2 separate regions of the Zea mays genome follow, and region 2 is linked to region 1. The links are chromatin contacts, called in public Hi-C maps. All regions are on one chromosome and are shown on one strand. Each heading gives the region's core, a stretch centred on a gene start, on an enhancer-like site or on the middle of the called end of the contact. The rest is flanking DNA. Distances are from core to core; before and after follow the strand shown. Region 1 holds the start of LOC103640360 (translation initiation factor IF-2). Region 2 holds the start of LOC100280240 (PseuodARR-B transcription factor).

What was found. Hi-C and Micro-C count contacts between places; a contact is called where the count stands out from the background.
Region 2: a Hi-C map of ear shows a contact between it and region 1, with 2.7 times the contacts expected there. The contact joins the promoter of LOC100280240 here to the promoter of LOC103640360 in region 1. A contact is called at or near these places in 4 of 25 Hi-C or Micro-C datasets (bundle sheath, ear, leaf and 1 more).

The regions. Positions count from the first base shown.
Region 1 is chr9:144,514,723-144,520,732 of Zm-B73-REFERENCE-NAM-5.0, forward strand. LOC103640360 (translation initiation factor IF-2) reads left to right here and starts at 2,288. Exons shown (of 2, transcript XM_008662957.2): 1 at 2,288-2,533; 2 at 3,844-4,781. The coding sequence starts at 2,288. The coding sequence ends at 4,626. LOC103639280 reads right to left here and starts at 1,934. Exons shown (of 6, transcript NM_001301617.1): 1 at 1,630-1,934; 2 at 1,210-1,339; 3 at 646-1,116; 4 at 372-555. The coding sequence starts at 1,796.
Region 2 is chr9:144,678,707-144,684,716 of Zm-B73-REFERENCE-NAM-5.0, forward strand. It overlaps LOC100280240 (PseuodARR-B transcription factor), which reads left to right and starts at 2,383. Exons shown (of 12, transcript NM_001153169.2): 1 at 2,383-2,507; 2 at 2,620-2,708; 3 at 2,805-2,888; 4 at 2,977-3,049; 5 at 3,174-3,622. The coding sequence starts at 3,298.

The DNA of each region.
Region 1 (6,010 bases), core at 1,038-3,537:
TCGTTCCGTTTTGTTGGCGCGTGAAAGTTTCTAGTTCAGACAAAGAAGATTGCATATGCTCCTGAGTCCTTACCAGGCCAGTCCAACACCCAAAATTGCGCGGACAAACCAAACGCATGCCCCCCCCTCTCTCTCTGGAAATGCGACATGTTGTCAGCTGCGTTGCCTTGCCTACATACTACGCACTATACACTGCATCGCGAGTGCATGCCCCCACATGCTAGTACCACAGTGACTACCGACGCCAACTAAAGAACACGTGCGGCGGAGTTCAGGATTCAGCAGCCACCCAGTTGCAAGTTGCACATGGAGAGAAGAAGCTAGGGAGGAAAAAGAACAGGCTAAGCTGTAGTAGGCCCGCGCCGACTGACCTGTGATCCTCTGCAGCGGGTTGAAGGTGAGCATCCGCTCGATGAGGTCCAGCGCGACGGGCTGCATCCGCGGGAACAGGCTGACGAACGGCCGGCGCGGGAACTGCGGGAGGTGGCGCATGTACTTCCGCGCGTCCTCGTTCCGGATGAACCCGAGCTCATCGTCCGTGGGCGTCCCGATCACCTGCCGCGTGCCGGCGATGTTCATCAGCAGCAGCAGAAGAAGAAGGAATTGAATTATAGGAAGGATGTGGTGCGTGCGTCGTGCTCGTGCCTCGGTTATGAGGCGCATCTGGTGCATGTGGTCGCGTCCGGGGAAGAGCGGCTGGCGGTTGATGAGCTCCATGAAGATGCAGCCGACGGACCAGACGTCGATGGCCGCCGAGTAGTCGGTGGAGTTGAGCAGCAGCTCGGGCGCGCGGTACCAGCGCGTGACCACGTACTCCGTCATCATGTCGCTCTCGGAGGACGGGCGCGCCAGCCCGAAGTCGCAGATCTTGAGGTCGCAGTTGGCGTTCACCAGCAGGTTGCTGGGCTTGAGGTCGCGGTGGATCACGTTGGCGGAGTGGATGTACTTGAGCCCGCGGAGGATCTGGTACATGAAGTACTGGGAGTGCTCCTCCGAGAGCTCCTGGTTGGACCGGATGATGTGGTGCAGGTCCGTGTCCATCAGCTCCGTCCCGATGTACACGTCGTTGAACGCCTGCGGGACGGGCGGCGGGATCACGTCCCTGATGCCGATGATCTGTTTTAATTGTTGGTCCAAATCGGAGCAGCAGCAATCGGCGTCAGATCATCCAACAACTATTTTATATAGATATGCTCTGTTTTGACATACGTTCTCGTGGTCGAGGTGCCTCAGCAGCTTGATCTCCCGGAGCGTGCGCTTGGCGTCCATGTGGTTGTCGAAGGCGTTGGCGATCTTCTTGATGGCCACCATCTCCTTCGTCTCGGAGTTCATCACCGAGCTGCGCGCGTCCGTCCGTAGCACAGTACAGATCATTATTTTCTTCTTCTTCTTCAGAACTATAATCAACTGCTATCTATATATTACGCGCTGTGCAGGATCAAATTAAGAGCCTATCGGTACGGTGGTCCAGGTCCAACCAATCAATCCATGCCCATCCATCATCCCTATGAACGAATAGCTAGTAAAAAAAAAACCCTAACACCTGGCAACCATCTGCTGCAGTTCGCGAGAAAAATCAGCCACACGGCGGCCCAAGCAGCCGAGAGCCTGCAGTTCGCGAGAACGTACCAGACGATCCCGTAGGCGCCGCGGCCGATGGGCATGATGGGGGGCTGGTACTTGTGCGTGATCTCGAACAGGTTGCCGAAGATGTTGTACTGCAGGAACCGGCCGCCGTGCGTCACCGTCTGCCGGAACTCGGCGACCGGAGCTCCGTCCACGCCTCCTCCGCTCATCTTCTTCCTCGGGGCGGCCCTGGCTGTGGCTGCCTTATTATTTCCCCTCGGCGAGGAAGGGGAAGACCGGCGGCTCACTCACAAGGTCAGCAGCAAGCAGAACAGGCAAATTAATTGACTCCTATCTTTCTCCCCTCGCGACCGATTCGTCAAAAGAGGAAGCGCAGGCGTGGGATTTATAAAAGAAGGTGGGGACTGGGGGACGGGCGGGCGGCGGCTGCAGCTGAACTGCTGAAGCAGGCCTCGATCGCTCTGCTCTGCCCACGACTCCGGCTGAGGAAGGTAGCGAGAAAGTGAGCGGGACGGCCACTGTTGCTAGTCGGCTGCGGACGGCGCTCTGAATCTGATGGAAGGGAAGCTGTTCGGATCCGACGGCGGGCAGGGCTCTTCAACGGTCAAACGAGGACACGCACCCACCAGATCGGATAACGGACGTCGCACGCGGTTGGGCTGGTGAGTGGAGGAGGAGGAGGCAGGGGTGCCCTGCTGCGATGGTGGGCCACCGTGTCAGGGTCTCAGCGTTCGGCGGGAGGAATTGGCAATTGGCCGATAGCCGCCGACGCGTTGATTTTGCTGGCGCCGGCGCCGGATTGGACGGGGACGCGTCAGGGAATGACGTCCGGTCTGCGGCGCTTGGGCGTTGGGCCATGGCTGATGATGCGGTCTGCGTGCGTGGCTGGCCGTGCCTGCCGCGGTGGCTTTTGACCGCCCGTGTCGTCGTCCTCAGTGGCTCAGTGGCAACGTGTGGAAAGCCGAGTCCCGACTCCCGACTCCAAGCTATGGCCTATTATAGGTTGTTGACATCGGCCGCGGTCCGGAGGTAAGTGCTAAACTTCAGCAGTGAGAAGGCTCAAGTGTAACTTGACTTAGTAGTGTGGTGTGATCACGTGGTGTATCTTCTTCCGGCTGCTCTCTCAAAAAGAAAACTATACAACAAGGATTTCAAGATGTCCGGTACAGCCCCAATGTTCCCGAATGCCTCCTGCAGGCAGATTTGGGACGGTCCCGGCGTCTCTAAACAGATCCGACACATTCAATATATATGCTCAAGATTTGTTTAACGAATCCAGTTTCACTATTGGTCGACAAGCACAAGCACTGGCCCCTGCAAAAGACAAGGTCGATGCTTGGCGGCTCGATGCAGAACTGAAACTAGTTTCCAGTGCAAGTGCCCATTCTTTTCTTTTTCTTTTTTGTCAGGAAAATATCCTAATGGATGAGGATTGAGGAACCCCTAATAACAAACTGATGTGTACTGCTAGCAGTACAGTGTTGCCCCGGGCGATTGGAACAAGGGAGGGCTTAAGAAACCGATGCCATGAATGATTGCGAAGCCCAACTTTCTATTGTTCCCGCGTGATACGCGAGCTGAGCAAAGTATCTCCGGATTCCTATTTATTTTGCACGTCTCCATCTTTCTGTGTGGGAGAGACAGATTGCTGAAGTTACGGCCATCCTATCTATGGTTTCGCAATTTTCTTTTGGCGGCGAGTATCATTCCGTACGGTTCTCAGATCAAGACGTGGGGCCGTCACTAGGCTCGACGAGCTGATGGGAGTCAGAGAGAGATAGGCCATTGTTTGTGTTACAAAATATTGTATTTTGTGATCAATTCAAGGAGTGCGACAGATAATTCCCAAGGGACACCCTCTTGAGAACGCACCCCTTCACCCGTATATAAACAGAGTTCTCGCTGCAATAAAGATATACGACTGTCATTTGTCATTCTCTCGCTTCTCGTTTTTCACTGCGCTTCAACACGTTATCAGCACGACTCGCGAGATCAGAGAAACAAATCAGAGAAAAAAAAGAGGAACAAGTTGCCGCTAGCAAGATGGAAAGGAGTGGCTTCGATGTCCAGAAACAGTACGTGCGAAGTATCCAATTCCTTTTTGACTTCTACAAAATACGTTGTAGCACTGATGATGTATGTGTAGTGCTGCTTGTGGCCTCTGCGCCCACGCTCGGTCGCCGTGCCGACGACGCACACAGTGGGACCCATGCCAGTGCCATGGTGCTGGGGCTGTGTGCCCGCCCGCGCGAATAGGAGCCTGCGCCCGCGCTGTGCCGTGCCATCGGGGGCCTGCCCGCGTGCGCCGAGCAGCCAGGGCCGCCGGGACCAAGTGCTCATGCGCCGGGGCAGGCCGCAGCTCGCCGGGCAGCCGCGCGCCATGGCCGGGCCGCCGCGCCCGCGCCTCGGCCGGGCAGCCGCACACGCCGTGTGCCATGGCAGGCCGCCGCGCCTGCGCTGCCGGGGTGCCCTGCACGCGCTACGCCGAGGCCGCCGTCTGGGGGCCTACGCGCTGCTTGGCCCGCGCCCGCGACGCACCGGTGGGGCTCGGCCGCCTCGCCGGGATGGCCGCGACTAAGGCTGCGCTCGCCAGAGACGGGGGTCACCAACCGCCAGGGCCGCGCCCACGACGCGAGCCGCCGGGGCCAGTGCCGTCGTGCCCACGCGCCGAGGTTGGGGCTGGGGCCGCGTGCCCGCGCCACCAGAGGGCCGCACCATGGCACCGACGTCGGGGCCGCGCACCCGCTCAGTGGCCGCATAGGTCGTGCCCACGTGTTCGCGCTGTTGAGACCGCGCCGAGCCGCCGCGAAGCCCGTACCTGGGCATCGCGCCCTGCCTGCTGCACCAGGACGGCCGGCCGCCGCCAGGAGATGGAGTGGTTGCAACCCTAACTGCCAGCACTCCTCTAGATGTCTGGGTCGTCTAGTGGGCCGGTTGAGGAGGTTGCCTAGCCAACTGCCTGGCTGGAATCGGCCTGAATGGGCTACCTGCGGTTGGGCTGAATCCTTTACCATTTTTTCTGATTTTCTGCAATTATAATCAGACGAACATTGTGTTCATTTAAATTACTGTTTTCAACAGTGTTGAGTATCTAAATTTAAATATTTAGATTGCTTATTATATATGTAATTGTACATACTTGTCTGTTTTTAGTATAAAAAATGCAGACTTGTTAGTGAATTATATTTTTTTTACATTTATAATTCACATATTTTCGACTTACTTATGTTTTTGCATTCTTTTATGTTTGCATGAATAACATAGCACTTTAATAAGTCGAAACTGCATGGTATACATGCAAAATAAGGTTACAGTTTTTGGGTAAAAGCATAGGGTGATGGAGTCCTAAGCAATGACTGCACTAAATTCTTTATAGAATTTAGTAGCCTAGAGACCGTGCTTTAGGCCACATTTGAAATGTCTATCACTATGAGGTCTACATCTTTCGAGATGATTACCTATACGTGCTACCCAAAAAGATCACGGACCATGAAGGCGTCGAGGGCTATGGAGCCAGGCTGGACGCTGCAGTCATGGTGACTGCTAAAAGAATTCTTTTAATTAAGTACTACTTAATTAAATGATGAATTCTTGCAAAATATGATACATATCTTGAACTTGGGATATTTCAACACATGATGGAGATCTAGGCTTTGGCTGCAATAACTTCTTGGAATTTATTTGCCCTGAGACCAAGCTTTTAGACAGCAAAATGTTATTTGCCCATCAGTAAGAGGTCTACATCTTATGGTGATGATGATTACCTATGTGTTCTCCCAAGTAGATATGTTGGAGATGTGATGTTGGTTATTCACCTTTATGGTGATTTCCATTTTATTTTTGAAATTTTGGTCAAGTACAGGGTAGTGGAGTCCTAAGCATTGGCTGCGGTATGTTCCTTGAATATATCAGCCCAGAGACCATGCTTTCAGGCAGCAAAAGTTTTGCCCACTACTGGGAGATCTACTCCATTGTTTCATTAAATGGAGATTATCTACGTTGTGTACACCATTTTTCAAAAATCTTTGGTACACTTTATGTGATACCTGGAATTCTCCAACATATATAGATATGATATATTTTGCGGCAAAGTTGCAACAGCAAACGAAAATGGTTAAGCCATTTGGAGGATAATTATTTAATAGAGTTTGATGAACTCGCCTAATGGGCTTAATTATCCTCAATGTTCATTAGATATGTTCATTTCATTTTTGCATTAAAGGGAATTCACTTCTTCACTTTGGAGGAAATGAGATGCTCGCTTTCTCTTACGGTTCTTATGAAAAGAACTTATGTGCTTTTGCGGCTTGATATGCAAGCGCAAAATGAATAGCAAAGAAAATCATAAGACTTGTGGACTTATGAGTATGTGTCTACATTATGTTGTAGACTAACACTTTGTATTCAAATATTTTTGCTTGAA
Region 2 (6,010 bases), core at 1,133-3,632, 160 kb after region 1:
CATCAGCTCAACCGTTGCCATTTTATCCTGAACATATCTCGCATGCGCCTCATCGGCCAAATAGTTTACGCCGCTTCCAATCTCTGCAAATATAATGAGAAAATTAAGTTAGCAAAGTCAGGATAAATAAATTGTACTAACATAATTATAATATCATTTATCTCACTTACTTCCCTTGAGGCGATCAGCAAGATTATCCAACATCTGTTTCTCGGCTTGAGCCGCTTCCCATTCCCTTGCATCCTGTGCTCTCTTCTCATCTGCCGCCTTCAACCTCCTATACTCTGCACGCTTCGGGCTATCATAAAAGGCAGATTTTGCTTCCCTACGCATGTCGCGTATGCGATCGTTAATGTACGAATCAACGAGCCGAGATCCACAACGCATCTTCTGTCCCATTATTCTCTTCGACTCTATTGTGCGCATCACCTCTCCTTTGTCGTCGTAACTCTCCCAACTGCATTTCCTCGTCTCCTACAAAAAATATAGTAAGTACCGCTATAACATTACATCTGGTGCAAAAAAAATACCAACCTCATCGTAATCGACCATATGTCCACAAAAATATCCAACACCAAGCTCCGAAGGAACTAATCCATACTTAGCTTCAATACCACATTTGCAGAGTACTGGATCAAATTTGACCTCTTCTGCCGCCCACCCCATGTATCTCTTTTCCTTTACCTCTGGCTCTGGCCAATGGGACAAAGGACCATACAACCACTCTCTGAAACGACACTTACGCCACCCGTATGGCTGCAAGAGAAAAAATTAGTAATTTATTGTAAATAAAAACTAGTTCATACATTTAGCATATCAATGGGCTCACATAATCAATGTTCGGACAACAGAACTGCTTGTCATAGTCTTCGTCGATGACAGCACGGTCTCCACAATCGCATCGAGGCGGTGAGTCCATCCGTCTTTCTGTTGCTACCTCCTTCTCCGCATCCGTCATTGGTGGAGGATTCGGGGGAGGAGGTACCCAACGCTTAAAACGCTCATGACTGGTCCTTCCACTCAACCAATTAACGAAAAGAAGATATCGAGGGTCAAATTTATCAGGACCATCGATCCACTGGAAAAAGAAACACCTCTGATGTCCCTAAAATAATGGAAAGATGCACTATTACATATCTACAAAATAATGAACGCGAACAAAATTAAGTGACAAGTCATAAGCTACGTACGTCCAAAGTGCCACAAAGGTAGTAGCAGCGAGCAGCCGTGTCTGGATGTTGTGATTGATGTACCCAAGCCAGTCTGCCACAGTCACAGTTAGGCACGGGGAGTTCAGGAGGAACAGGAGCATCCTTACTAGATACGTCCGGATATAACTCCCGAGGACGACCTCTCTTCTGCCACAACGCCTCTCGGTACATGTCTTTCATCTAATAAACGATTATAATTATCACTTGTACCTATTATGCTTTATAATAAGTTTACACAAACTAATAATCGAAATGATAATATAATAGGTGTATACAAATTATTAAACTAACAACCTAATATACAAAAGGAATCAGTTGGAAATCATACCTTGGTCTACGAAGTGAACCAACTCAAATCTTTGAATCCAGGAAATTTTTACGAAGTTTGGAAATGGGATGAAATGAGCTGCTCTCGGCCAGCCGCGCGGGCGTTTTTATAGGAATTTGTAGCTCGGCGCCAAGATCTGTGGCGCCGAGCTACGAGGCCGCGCCGCCGCCACGTCAGAGCCAGGTCAGCCCTGGACGCAGCTAGCCGTTGCGGCCACGTCACAGCTCGGCGCCATAGGCTGTGGCGCCGAGCTGTGTTAGCTCGGCGCCACAACCTATGGCGCCGAGCTAAGGGTCCAAAACTGCATTTAAAATTTTTTTAGATCTAAACGTGAATTTACTTCTGTTTAAGGGCTAAAATACAAAAAATTCGGCCTCTCCCACTCCCGGAAACAAAAGGCAACGCTAGCCCAGCGAGACGGGGGAGTGCCCTGCTTCGCAAATCGCTCTCCAGGCCCCGCTCAAACGCCGTTAAGCCAAGGCCGTGATGATCTTTCCCTCCGAACCGCGGGCCCCAGCACTCCCCGGCCGCACACCGGCTCCCCAAGCCCACCCCAGTCCACCGACGTGCGGGTCCATGCGACACCTCAGACCCCACCGGCCAGTGACGTAGCCACGACGGGCCCGCGCGCGCCGCTCCACGTGGGCCCCTGTCGATCTGAGGATTCGGGGCGAGCCCAGGGAGCACGCGGCTTTAGATCTCGTCGGATCTCGGACACGGCGTGGGGCCCGCCCCACTCCCTGCCCACCTCCACTTGCTCCACGTCACGGCGAGCGCTTCCCCTCCCCCCTGGTTATCTATCGCATCCTCCGCGGCCCTCCTCCCTCCCACTCCTGTCCTCTCCTCTCCTCTCCCCGCCATTTGGCTCCGAACCCTCACAACAGTGCATCGTCTCTCCTGTCCCCGCCATTTGGTTCGGAACTCTCGCGGCCTCAACTCCTCCTCGTCATCGTAACACCCACGCTTAGGTGCGCACCGCGCCCTCTGCTGCGGCTACGGGAGCTAGCTCGTGAATTCAACTCTTTTTTCATATTTTTTTAATTCATTTAGCTGCCTTTTTCTGTGTTGTTTCTGCGGCAGAGTTCGTGAGGGTCGCCCCCAGGGGATCTCGAGACGTCCGTTTCCAAGAGTGGACCGGCTCGCAGGCGCTGCTGTTACCTTGGGTGGAGGCAAGTTGGAATTGCGATGTTTGTTTGCTTCACAGCCTTTTTCCTTCTAAAGTTTTGCTCTGACGAGGTCTACTTATCCTTTTGCTCTATATTTAGCTCGGACCTGCGGATCAGTTGGATTCTCAAGGGAGACGGTGGTTTCTGATTTCCTTTCTCTAAGCATACCAAATCCTTTGTCTCGTACTGCCTCAAATCTCTATTGTCGGTTTTGTATGCGGGGAACTTCGTACACGATCCTTATCATATGAGCTGTTTTAATGTTTCGCAGGAGTCGGGAGCAACTGGTTTTGGGCGTCGCGGAGCACATGGCTTAAGAATAATTTCTTCCAGCCCGGCGACAAGTGAGCCTCGCTACAATTAGTCCTCTCTCGCTCTCACCGATACTGCAGAATGGAGTAGCTTATTCTGAGCATCTGTTATGCTCATGACAGATCGGTGTTTGATTCCTGTGTGTTTTCCCTGCAGATTCGCAGTTGGATTCAGCATATGCATTTTTTATGCTGACATAGGATGTGCTCAACCATCCGTGGACTCCCTCTAGTTGCACAAACCACCTCAGTGCTCTCTCTTTCTTCGAATCGGGCTAATAATGGGCAGTGCTTGCCAAGCTGGCACAGACGGGCCTTCCCGCAAGGATGTGTTAGGGATAGGGAATGCCGCCTTAGAGAATGGCCACCATCAGGCTGAAGCTGACGCAGATGAATGGAGGGAAAAGGAAGAGGACTTGGCCAACAACGGGCACAGTGCGCCACCGCCAGGCATGCAGCAGGTGGATGAGCATAAGGAGGAACAAAGACAAAGCATTCACTGGGAGAGGTTCCTACCTGTGAAGACACTGAGAGTCTTGCTGGTGGAGAATGATGACTCTACTCGTCAGGTGGTCAGTGCCCTGCTCCGTAAGTGCTGCTATGAAGGTACGCGCTGCAAATGGTAAAGCTAATTTGATTTGATTTTTCTCTCGCATCAAACAGGAGAGCTGCAATCATTATATACTAAGAAGAAACTAATTTGATTTTATTAAATTGGTCATATACTCGGTTGCTGGTTTCATAACTTCTACTAGATAGCAGTATCATGGATTGTTAACTTGTGTATATTGCAATTGCTGCTGCAAAAAAAGGATTATGGTTTTATTGGGTACTTTTAAAATTGACCACAGTTCAAACATCAACTTGACACCAACCTATATATAGAATGATGTTGATCTGATTTAATCTCTATAGCAAACAATTATGTGGAATATCGGTGTTCCTTTAGTGAAACAAGGTTCTCAATGGTGAATGTAACTGTCTTGGTGCATCAATCGATTGGTGTGGTAGACATGCTCAATCTTGATTATATTATACGTTTATGTATGCATGGGAATGCTTTATAGGTACAACAGGGACTAATTTGATTCATCTGACTCTCTCGTCACATATTTGGACGGAAATGGTTCCCCCTGCTTGAATTTTCAAAATAGTCCCCTCTCCCACTGTGGCAGGCCTGAGAGATGTCATGTCTCACCTAGTACAGCTCCATAGCATCTTAGGTATACACTGATCCATATTATGCCAGACCGCCTGTCTCAGCTGCAGCAGGGGCGGATACAAGCCCCGGGCCACCCGGTCCGTGGCCCGGGGCATGATCCATATGTCTCTAGTCACATTTATTGTTTTACACTAGAGTATATTGGAAGAATATTATATCCAATAGACCGGCCCAGGCCGTGATCGGATCCTGGATCTGCCCCTGAGCTGCAGTGAGTAGTTTGCTGGGCAATCTGCTGTGAATTGGGAGCTTGGTGGGTGGGGTGTTGCAGTATGTTTGCACTCTGGGTAGCCTGAGCATTGCTACCCTGTGGTACACACATAATGTGACAAGTACTGACTGCACTATAGGATTGACAAGTCATCTCATGGGCCTACTGTGGTGGGCCAATGGAATTTCTTTTGCAATAGCAAGGGCTGGCTATTTTCATTTTAACAAAACCAGGGTCTAGAGATCAAGAGTGTCACATCATCAACAAACAGTGAATAATCTTGCAACATATGGAAGGTGGAATGCTGCAGTAGTCAATTGAGGATCTGGATCAATTTGGCTCTTTTATATGTCCTACGCTTAGTTGTTGGATAAATTGCTTAATGCCTTATTGTTTTTTTGTACTAGTGAGCAAACATATTCCACTTAATTTGTTTATATGTCTACGGTAGCTTAACATGTTCCAAGCAAACATATTAATTATTGTTGACTAGTACTAGCATCATGTTACTGTACAGTCCACTTTGCATTGGCAAGAAGTAACGATTATTTCTATCTTCTACTTGCACTGGATTTTGTTTCTTAGAAACTTGTGGCATACAGAATTGTGAATTTAAGCTTGTACATTTCCCTTTTCTATCATATGAGCATCAAAAGAACATATTCTATTTGACAACGTAGATGCTAGCTATTTTTTCTATTTGACAACAGAAAATGGTACTCTTTCTTGTGGGTCATTTTGTTAGTTTGTTTATTCTTGGACAAATAGGTAGTTAGGTACACAAATAGAACTGCCTGTGTTAAAATCATTTCACCCTGACTCGAAAAGCAAAGCTTGAAAACTATGATACATCAAAGCATGACTTTGTGTGATACATATAAGGTGGTGTTTGAATGCAGGTGGCTAAATTTTAGTCCCGTCACGGATGTTTGGATGTTAGTTAGAAGTATTAAATATAGTGTAATTACAAAACTAATTACACATGTGAGGACTAAACGACAAGACAAACTTGTTAAGCCTAATTAGTTCATGATTCACTCATGTGATCTACAGTAAACATTTGCCAATCATGGATTAATTAGGATTATTAAATTAGTTTCATTATTTAGTCTTCATTTGTATAATTAGTTTCATAATTAGAATAATATTTAATACTCGTAATTGGCATTCAAACATCCGATGTTCGCTTTTAAATTGGCTCTTTGAGGGCGGATTGTTGTGAAACGGACTAAACTAAAAAACTTTAGTTAGTACAACCAAACACCTCATAAGACAAGTGACATGCATGTATACTATTAAATTAATAGCATCCATGCAGCTGCTTTGTGCTAGGTTGCATTAAGACTTTAATATTTTAAGTTGTTTATAGAACTTTTTTTGTCTTGATAATGGTTGAAAGCAATGCATCTGAAGGGATTTGACTTAGATTGAACTTGAACTGTGTAGCCTCCCACCGTCACCAAGTTAGAAATACACCTCTCCTCACCTAGTTTGTTATACACAAACTACCAGTTCTTGTGGTACTTCAGATTTTGGGTAAACACACACTGCATAATTTTTT